Linked DNA regions of Danio rerio: region 2 is linked to region 1. Evidence: chromatin contacts called from public HiCAR-type data. All regions are on one chromosome and are shown on one strand. The core of a region is the stretch at or near the end of the contact, and the rest is flanking DNA. Distances in the headings are between cores, read along the strand shown. Region 1 holds the start of mob1ba (MOB kinase activator 1Ba). Region 2 holds the start of aqp3a (aquaporin 3a).

Region 1 (7,150 bases), core at 2,644-5,143:
TTGGAGCACACTAGCTAATAGATATCCTTAAAACTAACAGATTACAATTAACAGCTAAATTTTTTTATTTTGATTACATGGGACCTTTGAAGTCTGCTGACCTTCAATAAAGCGATCTCTTAGGTAATGGCGGTGTTGATCCAGTGCTTTGCCAACATCCTCCTCGTGCTCCAGCTCGATGAACGCTTGTCCTGATGGCTTGCCGTACTTGTTATACAGAATATGGACTCCATTGACTCCTCCTCGGATCCTACATTCTGTAAAGAGGAAATAAAGTGCACATCGGTATCAGGACACAGTATGAGTATTCACTTCCCAAGCAAAAAGAAACCCAAATATACTTTCTATGGATTTGAGGAAAACTAATGAAGATTCTATAATTGAATCTGCTGAATATGTTTGGCTACAATGGTTTGAGCCTTGTCTGATGTGGGGTCTAGCTTTTTATTTGTTAAACAATCATATAAGGTTTACACTAGGGCTGTGCAATATGTAATGTGTAATTATATAGCGCATTTACTGTGTTTGGCCATGCACCCAAAGTGCTTCACAATCATGAGGGGGTCTCTCCACACCACTATCAGTGTACAGCTTCCACTTGGATGATACGACAACAGCGCCAGTGCGCTTACCACACACCAGCTATAGCTGGAGTGGAGAGACAGTGATGCAGTGTATCCGGAAAGTATTGATAGCGCTTCACTTTTTCCAAATTTTTTATGTTACAGCCTTATTTCAAAATGGATTAAAGTTTATTTATTTCCTCAAAATTTTACACACAATACCACCTAATGTGAAAAAAAGACTATAAAAGACTGCAATTTTATAAAAAATCTAAAAACTTGAAAAATCACATGTACATAAGTAGTCACGGCCTTTGCTCAATACTGTTAATGCACCTTTAGCAGCAATTACAGCCTCAAGTCTTTTTGAATGTGATGCCACAAGCTTGGCACACCTGTCTTTGGGAATTTTTGCCCATTCCTCTTTGCAGTATCTCTCAAGCTCTATCAGGTTGGATGGAAAGCGACGGTGTACAGCCATTTTCAGAGCCCTGAAACTACAGGGCTTTCATCATTTAAACAAATCATTTTACTTCTATTTTGAGAGAGTAAAAACTTATATTAATAAGAAAGTCATCTGCTACGGTATGCTGTTCTCAAGATGTTATATAAATATGTAAGCCATCAGATATCCATTTTACTTTACAACCATTTAAATATCTGCTAAACCAACTTGCTTTTCTTTGCTTAGTTTGGGCCTTTAAAAAAAAAAAAACATGCTTTGTATTTATATATAAATTCTTACCAAACAATCTGTATTAAAATATTAGACAAACTTAAATACATCTGCATAATTTTATAGTTTGATCATTTTCTCTGGCTACATTTAATTTCAAGTGTCTGCATTCATATGACCCAGTTCATACAAAAAAGAAAATTATGTCATCATTTACTCACCTCTAACTTGTTCCAAATAGTTTTCTTTCCTCTGTTAAACAAACAAAATGGTGTTTTGAAACCTGTAACCATTGACTTACATTATTTTTCCTACTATGAAAGTCAATGGTTACAGATTTTCAGCTTTTTTTTTTTTATAAATATCTTCTTTTGTGTTCAACAGAAGAAATACACTTAAAAGATTTAGAACCACTAGAGGGAGAGCAGGGCCGGAGTGGGACACCTTTTCAGCCCTGGAGTTTCAAGCCTCAGACCGGCCCACCTCAGTTCACGACTGACTATATTAAAATAAGGTCATTTCCAAATCAGTTTCTGATGACACTATCACGTCTTTTTTTTGAGAAAACAGCTGCTTTAGAACTTCAAATGTTCAACAACCCTAACAGTATTATATGTCTTAACAATAAAAATGAAAACAATAAGGTACTCTAACGAGGATCGAACCCGGGTTCGCGGGGTCTTAACCTAACGTGCTAACCGCTGGACCACAATAGCTGTATTCAAAAAGAGGACACAACTGAGTTTTATAATCATTAAAATAGATGAAAAGAGAAGAGTTGCGGTAAAATAATGAATAAAAAGGCTGTGGTAAAGTAAATAAATAAATTTAAAAAGTGTGACTGCTGAGAGCAACAGATTCTGCAGCTAGGGACACCGGCCCTCGCGGCCAAAAAACGGACCGGCCCACCGGGAATTCTCCCGGTCCTCCCGATTAGCCAATCCGGGCCTGAGGGAGAGTAAATAGTGTATAAATGTTAAATTTTGAGTGAACTATGCCTTTAATTTGACTAGAGCAAACGTGGGAACAACAGCATATCTTCAAAACGACTTCTTAGCTCAAATAACAAAACAAATACCAGAAAAGAAGCTCATTATGTCTTCAGCTGTACAGGACCAGGGCAGACCCTTAGCCTGGACGATGAACAACTCCTTTGCTTGGTTCTCTTCAGAACCAGGGGTGTATTCTGGTAGAGGAGGGTACTCATCATCTTTAGATGGTGCCTAAAACAGTAGAAGGGCAGCGTCAGGAGACGCGGTAGACTGTACATAACATTTACTTCTGCTCGCATTTATCCAAAGCGACTTACAAGTGAGGGTGTAATATGAATCGATCAGGTAACTTTACCTCAGAGCACAGACTTCGTTGAGAAAACATCCATGGATTCTTGGCTTTACAGTCTGCTAAATATCTTGTTGTCAATGAATGAACACTCAGACCTCGTGCTGAAGTTAACTGCGCAGTTTTACTATGATTCAGAGTCTCTAGGCATGGAAACCGCGGCGATCTCCTGACACAGCGAACAAGAGAGAACAAGAGCGCGCTTCGACTCAGTCCAGACATCTTAAATTGTGCAAAATTAAACTTAAACCTACGTGAAACCCTAAACATATACACGGCATAAACACGGCATGGTACAGCTTATTTGGAGCGCAAATCCCGTTGACCTACGGCATCAGAGGACAACATGACGTCATCAAAAGGCGCCTCGGAGTTTGACAAGATCTTTCAAAATAGTAGTTCAGCAAACTGTTCTTTCATCATTATCAATAAAGTGTGGTTTTATAGACTTTGTTTAGGTATGGATAAGATTAAATGTTCTAGAATATGGACATATGCTGCAAATTAAGATATTAATGCGCTTTAATATGTGAACATTAATCTAATTTTCTTTATATTGTTTTTGAAAGCACACAATATAACAAGAGACAAACCTTAATAAAACTTCCAGAGCAGCAAAACGAAAATATTCACACATATTTAAAACACAACACATAGTGTTATACAAGAGGTTAATTATCAGGATTTGTTTTTTTTTACATTTGTTGTAACAAAATTATTTTATTAAGCAGAATTTTAAAGGATTCGATGGAAAATTGGTAAAACTACTATATAATAACTATATATATAATAGTAAAATAACTATATTGGAAATATGTTTTTGTAAAATATGTTAATAGTTGTGTTATCGTTGACCTGTTATTAAGCTGTTAGATGGGATTCAGAAGAGTATCATTTTAATTCATACTGAAAAATATGTATCTTCTTCACAACAAACAAGCCATTTAGATTAAACTGTTTTTATTATAATTTCAGTATTGAATAAAAACAATGAATAAAAAGTACAATAGAAATATCAATACTTATAAACAGTAACACTTTTAAACTATTAGCTTGTGTAATGATGCAAACTACATATTTTCCTTTAAATTTTTCCAGTTATGCAGTGGTATTTTGTAAGTATGTTAACAGTAACATATATAGATATTGTCCAGTAAATAATACATAATTTATACATGTGTCTGTCTGCATTTGTACTGTAGTGTAATTTTTATGCTTTCGGGACTCTTGTTATAGAAGAAAGGAGGTGCAGCGGGACTGCAGACTTGACCTCGCGAGGTTTGAGGCTTTAGCTGGAGAGACTTTGGATGGGAAGAAGTTTTCCACGGGCAGGATCTGTGTTGATGGGGTGTTGAGGACGTTAAAGCTCAAATACCCTGTGTTCCCACGTTTCGCAGTCAGGATAACGGATTTGTGTCGATTTCTCATCTACAGCACGTTTTCCTCCGGGAGAGATGAGCTTTTTGTTGTGAGTATGGTTTATAAAAGGAAACACTGACGGCTAGTTAGCAAGCGCAGAATACTGCTTTTGTCCCGAAGCCTCCTGTGCATCATCAGTCCTGTCTCACAGCCGTTATTTATTAGTCAACCGTAATGATACTGAAATAAAAGCAAACAGGAGAGCCCATCGCAGCAGGGACTTTCTAACGTTAGCATGCACAACAAAACTGTAATGGTGTTCTGGCTAATGGAGACTAACTTAGTTAGCCAGAATATGAGGCCATCAGCAGCTGCATGAAATTACATTTGGTTACTCACTCTTTATGTTTATATTTAGATTCACACAACAGTAACGGGCTGTAAATTGAGCCGTATTTATCAGCATCAAGTCATTCAAGTAAACGCGATATAGTCGTGTTTTGTGGCTGGATACCAGTAGCTTTGGCTTGTTCTATCCTTCTGTCATAACCTGAGTTGTCTCATAATGTATTCTTTATTATGACAAAATCATTTTATCATTAATAATTGCTACCTAGAAAAGCGTATTGTCGCTTTCATGCACCGCCGTGACATCAGTGTAAACAAGAAAACAAGACATGTTTAGATAATCCCACTGTAATCCCAGTACACTGTACTTATCCCAGAATAATAAGTCCCAATAGAGCACGTTTTACTGTAGATTTGTATTGTGTTGTGACTGCTAAATCATATAAACAATTGTATTTTTCTATCTCTAAAAGGAAAAAGTGCAATGTCAACAATAATAACTGTTGTGCATTTCTCTCTTCTTCTGCTTTCCATTAAAAATGAGATGTACTAGTCCCATATATGAAGCTGTTGAGCTGTTCATTGAGCATTCAAACTCTAAGCAGTTTACAGCTGTGTAGGCAAATAAGTAAAAAAAGGCAGATAAAAAAAACAAGTAAAGTTTCCTAAAGCTTTAGTTCACCCAAATGACATTTTTTTCCTAATTTACTCGCCCTTTATTACTAGTTTCATACTTTTATGTTTGAAAAACAGCATTGTTATACCTGCAAGCAGTTTGAACTGCAATTTGTATGGCATCACATTAGCACAGATGTATACCCTTTGAAAAAGATGCAGCTACATGTCACCATGTTGCACAAGATCTGTGACTTGTCTGCTTGGTAGCGGTGACCAGTGTATGTGGGGTTGAGGGCTGTGGGAGCGGAGTGATGTTGGAGTCTTAAATAGGCATAGAGTCCTGCGGAGGATCTTAAGATTGTTTTTATTTTGTGTTTACTTCATGATTAAAGTTGTTCAACCTTCTGGTTGATCACTCAACCAGAACTGTAATTCAGGCCTTAGTCTGTTCATCCACAACATCAACCTTAGTCAAGGAAATGTCATTAGGAAGATAAAGTCATTTTGGGATCGGCACATATCTGTTCTTGTCTTCTTAATTGTTGCTGAGCCCTTTAGTTCAACTGTTTTACTGGGGCCTGTTTCAGAAAGGAGGTTAAGTGAAAACTCAGAGTATTTTAACCCTGAAATGAAAGAAACTCTGGGTTTTCGGTTTCAAAATGGCAGGTTTGTTAAACTCAAGAAATCAGGGTAAGTCAAGCCTGTTTCTGAAAGAAAGGTAACTTTAACTCAGAGTCAGTTACTGTGGTAACTTACTCTGTGAATCTAACCTGGTCCAGAGCAGGTTTTATTCTCTAAACTCTGAGTTTCTGTTGGTCTCCTTCCCTTTTTTAAAGATGAAGCGTATTTCTCTCATTAGTCTTACGTTTCCACACACCTATTTTAGAGCTCATTTTGGAGATGCCCATAAAAACGATTGATGGAAACGTCATGATTCACATAACTTTTGAAAATATGCATAATAAAACATTTGCATAACTGAGTAGGTTAAACTTTTATTTGATAAGAAAAGATGCGCATAAACTACGAAGTGCACTTAACAAATTACAGTATGTACATTAAAAAAAAAGTTTGTTAGAGATGATGATGAAAATGTGTGTGAAAGGACAAACCAGCTGACTGAGCACACAGTAGAACATCTTAAATGTTGTTTTAGTCATTCAAAAATGCCTTAACTGTTTCAGTATTAGTGTATATTATTAATTACCTCCGAGCGTCTGGAGCGTGTCAAGATCGGCCGCATCTGGCTTCAAGCGCCCCCACGTGTTCATTGTGTCTTCTGAGGCGCATGTATTAAATAAAAAATCGTTAACGCAGCTTGTTCTACCGCAGTAAATTCTGTTTTTACTGTTGATATTTGGCGCAAGTTAATCAGGAAGTGACGATTGTGTTCTCTTTGACTCGTTGGATAAAAACACTGCTTTATTCGCATCTTTTAGGCATTATTCCAGTTTTGCACAAATTTATGTAAGCCTGTATTTTGATGGAAACATAGCTATTGCCTACTTTTTTTGTCACACACAGAACAAAGTCACGTACAAGGCTTGTCCTTTTTTCCATAAATATTTAGCTTAACCTTCGACATGTACTGTTACTAGTTTAATGGGATTATTATTCTGTCTAAAAATTATTTTTAGCACTGCTTAGGTTCTTAATGTTATATCAACCTATCACTTGATCAATAAAAAGGCAGACACACAAGTGCACTGTTAAATCTATTAAAACTGATAAACGTGTATAAAAGTTTAGAAAAAAGTATAAAGTCACACATTATATTACTTATTTTATTATACTTAAATGTTTAAATAATTTTTTTTTTTAAATTACGCATTAACTTGAGCAGCTGTTTTCCCATGCTAACTGTCTCTGTTTCACTGATGGTTGCTTCTTTTTAAATATATACACTCATATTTGCTAAAACTTTGCAATGAGCAAATGTTCAGCTGGGAAAAGAAATGGTGATCTCTTTTTTTTAGATGTTGCCATGGTCACTCATAATATCTGCGCTCCATTGATAATGCCTTTTTATAGTCACGGTGTGCGTGCTTAACTCTGAGTTGGTCTACTCAAAATTGATTGACCCAACTCAGATCAGCTATTCTGAAACCGAAAACTCTGAGTTTTTAATCTCTCGGTAAATCAACTTAGAGTTCAAGTTTAAACTCCGAGTTGTTTGAACCTCCTTACTGAAACAGGCCCCTGGTCACTTCCAGTTAGTATCTTTCACTGTTTGCTGTGCAAACTC
Region 2 (7,150 bases), core at 2,357-4,856, 55 kb after region 1:
ATCATCTCTGCTTTGAGGACGCGGCGATGGTGGCGCGCTGAAAAATTATAGCCTTATCATCCAGCTCTCAGAGGAATGAGATGTGGAAATTAACTCTATGCTGTTCCCCTACTCATTTGAAGATCTCTCTTAGTAGAGATCTGCTTGATTACTCAACTCAGTATCTTTATGATTTCTGTCCAGGTAGACAGCTCTGCTGGTCACGTTGGCATCGGTCAAATGGGTGGGTATATAGAGGCATTTTCGGTCAGCAAAATGTGCCAGCGTTTTGGGTCGACCCACTCTCACGTTTTTCTGAGACCCCAGCCCACCTAGGTGCCCTAGGTTCCTATAGTGCTCATTTAAAATATGTAGTGAACCTGCAAGCACTGCCCATGGAGGAGGCAGACACTGCCCTTTTATTGTCATGTCCTGTTCGTGCTTTGCATATTATACGGACCTGACTCAGAGCTTTAGATCCTCTGAGCAGCTCCTTATCTGTTACGGTGATCAGCAGAAGGTAAGCGTCGTATCTAAACAGAGGTTGGAACAGCCCACTGAACAGTCAATGCCATCTCCCTCACTTTTCATAGCCAGGGTGAGCCGTGTCCCCCAAAAGTGAGAGCGCACTTTATTTGGAGTGCGCATCCTCTTGGGCATGTGCACGCGGCACCTCTCTAACAGATATAGTTTAGCTGCGGGTTGGGTGACACCTAATACATTTTTGAGACTTTTTAATCTTTGAGTAAGTTGATTTCCTCACGTGTGCTGGGAAAACCTGGTGAACGAGGAAATTCAGTTTGGTATTGTAAAACGCTTGCTGTGCCTTTCGCTCTAACACAGAGATACCTGCTCTTTCTCGCTTTGTCAGTTGAGTTCCTCACTTGGCGAACCCTGTAGAGTTCCTCCGAGGCCCCCAGCATTTGACTCAGTGGAGGAATCAGGTGTTGGCCTGTTACGTTGTTGGCATACCCGCTGGTCAGCCCGTGTTTTGGGTTTAGGTGCCTGCTATGTGCGATCCTTGCTGGCGATCCCATTAGCTCACTCAGCCACGATGAAGTCCCCTCTCTTAGGCGGGCTTGTGTCTTCCCTCCCTGCTAACCATCTTTCATATGAGTCCTCCCCCTTTCAGGGCTAGTCCATATGCTTTTTGTCACCAGGTCTCCCCATTTGGGCAGCAGGTGGCCTCCGCAGCATTCTCCCTATTGGGACCAAATGCTTTCCTAACGTACTGTCGTATCTATAATTCCTAGAAATAAACTAGGTGTATTTTTACGACTCCCCAAAAAATAAATCTAAACCGGAACAGGTAAATAAGAGCCAGGGGACACGTTGGAAGACTGCACCTCTGGTGACGCAGGTGCGCTCGTGCTGCTATGTGGCACGCCCCTCCCCAGAGACGTGGTAAGGTTCTTTCGTTGTGACGTTTCCACAGATTTCCCCATAGTGGAAATTTTCCACATAGCATTGAAGTTCCCCTTCCGAAGGGGAACGCAACAGTTACCAAAGTAATCGTCATTCCCAGAGGAAATGGAAATACTATGTTTCTTTGCCGCAACGATTGTCCCTTAGCTGGCAGCCGTAAAAGGCTCTGCCAGCTAGAAAAAGATGTCTAGCGTGGCACGAGCTGCGTCTTTATAAACAGTCTAATATCTAGTCTGGCATTTCATTGACCTGTTTTTATAGTCTTTCAGATGATTGAATTCTGACAAAATCCCCATAGTGGAAGTTTACCACATAGCATTTCCGTTTCCCGCCATCAGGGAAGAGGGTTACTTTAGTAACCGCTGCATTTTCAGCATCTGTCTTCTCACAACATATCAACCTGTCTAAATAACAAGTTATGTTGACAACACAACAAAATAACAAAATGTAATATTTTTATAGAATAAACTTGAGCTTGAAGCATTTTGCGAGACAAATATAGACCTATTACTACTGGTTATTACGACTTCTTAAAATAATATTCAGACGATGTTTCTTTTTTGTTTGATTGTTTGTTTTAACTGCAATAAAACCGAATGAGAACGAAATTAGAAAGAACTTCACAGAGCTGGAAAAATATACGGTTTAAAAGTAATTATTTTAAAATGTCAAATTATTATTATTTCTATTTATCAAACTTATTTTGCGATTACAAAAATGTTATTTTACAATTAAAATGAATTACAAAAAAATTAATCCAACTAAATTAACACTTAAAAATGAACTAAAAAATGAATGAATAAGAGAATTAAATAATTAATTAATGATTCAATCAGTTAGTTGATCAGACAAACAAGCAAATAAAATTTGGAGAGCAAAAAATTATAAAGCCTTGTATTTGGGAAGACAGATGCCACACATGTGAAAAGGTGCGAACTAACAGAACCAAAACAGACAGATACTAAGAGATGAGAGTGCACAGATAAGTTTTTTGTGTGAATTTATGTGTGATTTTATTTATTTATTTATGGATTGATTGCTTATCAAACCTTTATTAAATTGCTAAATTAAAATTCATTCATTCATTTATTCATTTTTCTTTAGCTTACTTCCTTTATTCATCAAGAGGTCGGCACATTGGAATGAACTGCCAACTTATCCAGCATATATTTTACTCAAATATGCCCTTTCAGCTGCAACCCAGAACTGGGAAACACAGATACACACTCACATTCACATACATACACTACAGCCAATTTAATTTACTTAGTTGCCCTATAGAGGTTGTCGTTAGACTGTGGGGGAAACCGGAGCGCCCGGAGAAAACCCACGTGAACAAAGGGAGAACATGCAAATTCCACACAGAAATGCCAACTGCCCCAGCCAGGACTTGAACCAGTGACGTTCTTGACAGTGCAAACCACTGAGCCACTGTGTCATTCAAATTAAAATAGTTCTTTGCAGAAAACATAATGCATTTATTTTGAGATATACTACATTTTAATCATTTTTTTAAATTTGTTTTAAAAAGAAAATCCAATTCATTGAGAACAAATCCTCTGTACGCATAAACACTTTCCTCTGCTTCTTCTAATTAGGTGGTAATTCTATTAATTAAGGATATTTGTGGCTTTTTAATGAAATTAAATGAACAAAAATGTTTCACAGTTCTGCTATGTTCACATTTATTTACTGCCTAATCAGCATCATTATTAAAACGATAATTTATGAATCACAGACAACTAAGCAAGTGACCCTGCCCATTTCTGAAGGCAGAACCTTAGTTATGCTTCATGTCAACTCAAAGTGAAACTATTCTACCACCACTGGTCTCTCGAGATTGGCCAATATTACACTTCTAAAATTTCGCACACAGATCCACTTTTACACTACAAAGCTTAATAATGGGTGATGAGGTTTCAAAATACAAAGATGTGAGAGAAAAAAAAGAACCTGTTAACTGAGAGGAAAAGCAGATGAATGCACTGTAAATGGGTGTGAATGCTAATGTGAATAATATAGGGCGGGATCGAGGGAGTTGATGTAGTGTATAGGTGAATGTGTGAGTGTGTGTCTGTTTTTTTCTCTCTCTCTCTGTGTGTGTGTGTGTGAGAGAGAGATGTAGTGTAAAGGGGCAGGCTGGAAGTTGAAGGGTTGGTCCTGGTTCATCATGTATAAGAGCAGAGCACTGGACTTCATGTGAGCACACGTCTCTGAGGAACATACAGCTTGTTTCATCCAGACAAAGGAAAACATCTGGACAAGTCTGAAAGATGGGTTGGCAGAAAAGCGTTCTGGATAAGCTTGCGCAGACTTTCCAAATCCGCAACAAGTTACTGCGCCAGGGATTGGCTGAATGCTTAGGAACTCTCATCCTGGTGGTGGGTATTTCTCCTTAATGGTGAATTACTGACGGTCAAAGCTGAGCTCAGTAGAATTTGTCTTTATTTGTCATTTAGTCTAAAACTCTATATTCTTTTGAATACTCAAATAATCTTTAAAAAAGCACTGGAAGTAAGATTCACTGTATCTTTTTGTATGAGTGGATGAGTGGTACTGTATAGTATCACTTGTGGAGTAATTGCTTATCTTCTGAAAGTCTAAAATTTGGGCTGAAATGTTTACTTTGGTATGTGCAATTTGTCATGACTAAATAATACAAACTGTTAATTAAATTTTTACTACTGTGCAAACACTAGAGTAACAACATAGATCTAAAATGAGTGTGAGTATTATTACTGCAAAATAATAATAATAATAATAATAATAATAAAACAATTTTGTTTAGAATTTTATTATAGACAAGCTGTAAGACTCAAAACCTGTATGATTTTCTTCTGGAAAGACATTTTTTAAATATATCGTGGACATTTTTTAAATAGTGCGAGGGGTTGCTAGACAAAGACATTTAAAAAACAATTTAAATTATATGAACAATTGAAAGGGTACTGTAGTCAAATAGGAATTTAAAATATGGACTGAGGAACTATGCTAAAAGGAAGTATTTTGCAAATAAAGAAGGGTAGTCCTGTTTGTGTGTGTAAGAGAGCGAGAGAGAAAAAGCATGACAAACATAAAATGTACTTGAACATCCCCTTTAGCTTGATGGCAATTTTTTTTTGCAACATAGAATGCAGATAAGCATGTCATTATTCAGCAGAAAAGAAGCACATGTCAAAGCTTTCGCTGAGTAGCACTTAATTCATCATAACTATTATAATGTAGCAATTAAAACGTGAGCATTAAGCCAATAATTTGAGCTTTATTGAATCATCAAGTCATCAAGCCACACCCCTGTGAACTTCAGCATTTTAGATCTGCCAACTATGCACGTTTTACTAGCATATGCTACCCAGCAGGTACTTTGATGTCATAAATACAAATCAATTTGATGCCAAAACCCTCTTAAATCCAGCTAACAACACAAAAAGTGTTATTAGAAAAGTTTTCTTCATCTGAAAGCTCCACGTACAAAAGACAAAGTTACACTGGAATTTGTATTCCTATAATGCATCACAAAAACAAAACAACATCAAATTGACATCTAACATTTTTGACGCCAATATTAGATGTCTATTTAATGTCATTTTATCATGCATTGCTGTGATACAATATCCAGAGCATTCCAGCAGACCCATAACTCACCGTTAGTTCTGAACATTGTGATATGGAAATCTTTTAAATAATGTCTAATAAGCGCATGTTTAATAGGTCAGGGTGTGTGCATGACAGCCACAGGCGGGCTGTAAAATATGACTCTCATAAAAAACTTATTGACATCAACCTGTGGTAACAAAAAGCTCACAGGGTTATTATGCCATTTTTACAAGCACTTTAGAAAAAACAGCTCATTTTTACAATACACACTCATTGTTTGCTTTTGAGGTGTGTGGGAGGGTCAAATAAAAGATAATACTTAAATGGAGAGGTCATACGATTCTGCATCGCTCAACACATGTGATGTTTGCTGAGTGGCAAAAGGTATTTGATATACAAGTTACTCTGAACGCAGTCTTTGTCTGTGAAGGTCAGAGTTTTGATATTATAAGCGGACATTCTTCTCAGAGCAGAAACAGGAACAATCGATCTCAGTGGTGTTGAAAAAAAGCACACAGGGACATGGAAATGCATTAGCATTCACACGAATTGCCATTCTAAAGTGATAAATTGGTTCGGTGAGATGTTGTTTTTAGGTTTGTGTTGACATTGTGTCTGAGATTTATTAATTTGACAGCTCTGTCAATTATACGACTTTGGTAAAGCTGTATCGTGAGCCTTGTAATTTGCCAAAATGCCGCAGGTATTTCAGTTCACACTGACGTGATCTCCAAAATAAAATCTTCAGCCACAAGTCTGAACAGTGACTTGTAATCGCTCTTTGTCAGAAGGGACTTGTAATGACCTGTCTGAGAAGTTCAGTGCGGAAGGCACGCAGGCCAAAGTCCCTGGAGATTTGTAGCATTTGAAAAAAAGTGGGAAATTTTGTTTATTTTTAGCTCAGTTTGAATCTGCAACCTGCTATTTTCATTCAAGTATATGTTGCGGCTCACAGCTGAATTGCTGTGAAAGGTCTGCTCTTAGTCTGTAAAATGACCATTCATAGTTGTGAATTCCTGTAACAATGTGTGCATACTCAAACATTGAATAATGCTTGTTCTTATTTCACAGATGTTTGGCTGTGGTTCATTGGCCCAGTTGAAACTAAGCGAAGGTTCTCATGGTCTCTTTCTCACTGCAAACCTTGCTTTTGGGTTTGGTGCTACTCTTGGAATCTTGGTTTGCGGCCAGGTGTCAGGTAGGCAAACTCCTCTAAAATTGCATCTTAAGCTGTTGTTGTGCATGGCCATAAAAACAGGAGTGAGTTTTATAAAAGATTCTTTGTGGATGAACCCATGGGATGAAGGGACTTGTTTTTCTCATCTTTAGGCGGACATTTAAATCCTGCTGTTACATTTGCTCTCTGCCTCTTGGGAAGAGAAAAATGGAGAAAGTTTCCTGTGTACTTTCTGTTCCAAACACTCGGATCCTTCTTGGGTGCTGCTATTATCTTTGCCGAATACCATGGTAAATGTTTTGTAGACTTATTGCTCTTTCTTGTCATTGTCAGTAGATTTATTGTAGTAATTACAGTTATTGCAGTTAAGTATAAAGCTTCTACTTTATGATTTATTTCTTTTGTATTTTAGACGCAATTTATGATTATGCTGGAGAATCAAATGAGTTGCTTGTACTGGGTGAAAAAGAAACAGCTGGGATTTTTGCTACATACCCAAGCAAATATCTCACCCCCCTAAATGGATTTTTTGACCAGGTCAGTAAATCCAAGCACAGTTAAGGAATATATCTGCTCAGAAACAAACACATTCTGTACAAATAAGAACTGACATCTGATGGTCTGATTTTTTTTTTTTTTTTTGGGAATTTGTAAATCCATTAATAATATTATTTTCATTGGTAAACATTTAAAGTGAACAGTTTTTATTTATTTACAATGCAAAACTATAACATAACTGGGACATGGGGATGGTTAAATCAAAATGAAATTGGCGAACAGTTATACTTCATTGACTCAAAACTTTTGCTTTCAACACAAACATTTTTTTTTCATGGACTTGGAAATAGTTTGTGAGAAAATTTTCACTCGGGTGCATAAAATTCCTTTTACGCAAATGCAAAAACATTGAGTTTTTCATTCCATACAATATTATTTTCAATAGGCCTCCATAGTTTGGAATATGTTTTATAT

Evidence for each region. HiCAR-type assays count read pairs that join an accessible place to other places.
Region 2: a contact with region 1 is called in a HiCAR-type map of caudal fin, with 2.7 times the contacts expected there. The contact joins the promoter of aqp3a here to the promoter of mob1ba in region 1. A contact is called at or near these places in 1 of 18 Hi-C or Micro-C datasets (caudal fin) and 3 of 4 datasets of contacts at active chromatin or transcription factors (caudal fin, embryo and gastrula embryo).

What each region holds. Positions count from the first base shown.
Region 1 is chr5:43,764,559-43,771,708 of GRCz12tu, forward strand. mob1ba (MOB kinase activator 1Ba) reads left to right here and starts at 3,894. Exons shown (of 6, transcript NM_200200.1): 1 at 3,894-4,048. The coding sequence starts at 4,035. grsf1 (G-rich RNA sequence binding factor 1) reads right to left here and starts at 2,820. Exons shown (of 9, transcript NM_001045852.1): 1 at 2,587-2,820; 2 at 2,318-2,462; 3 at 102-257. The coding sequence starts at 2,616.
Region 2 is chr5:43,819,403-43,826,552 of GRCz12tu, forward strand. aqp3a (aquaporin 3a) reads left to right here and starts at 3,607. Exons shown (of 6, transcript NM_213468.1): 1 at 3,607-3,785; 2 at 6,073-6,199; 3 at 6,331-6,468; 4 at 6,591-6,715. The coding sequence starts at 3,678.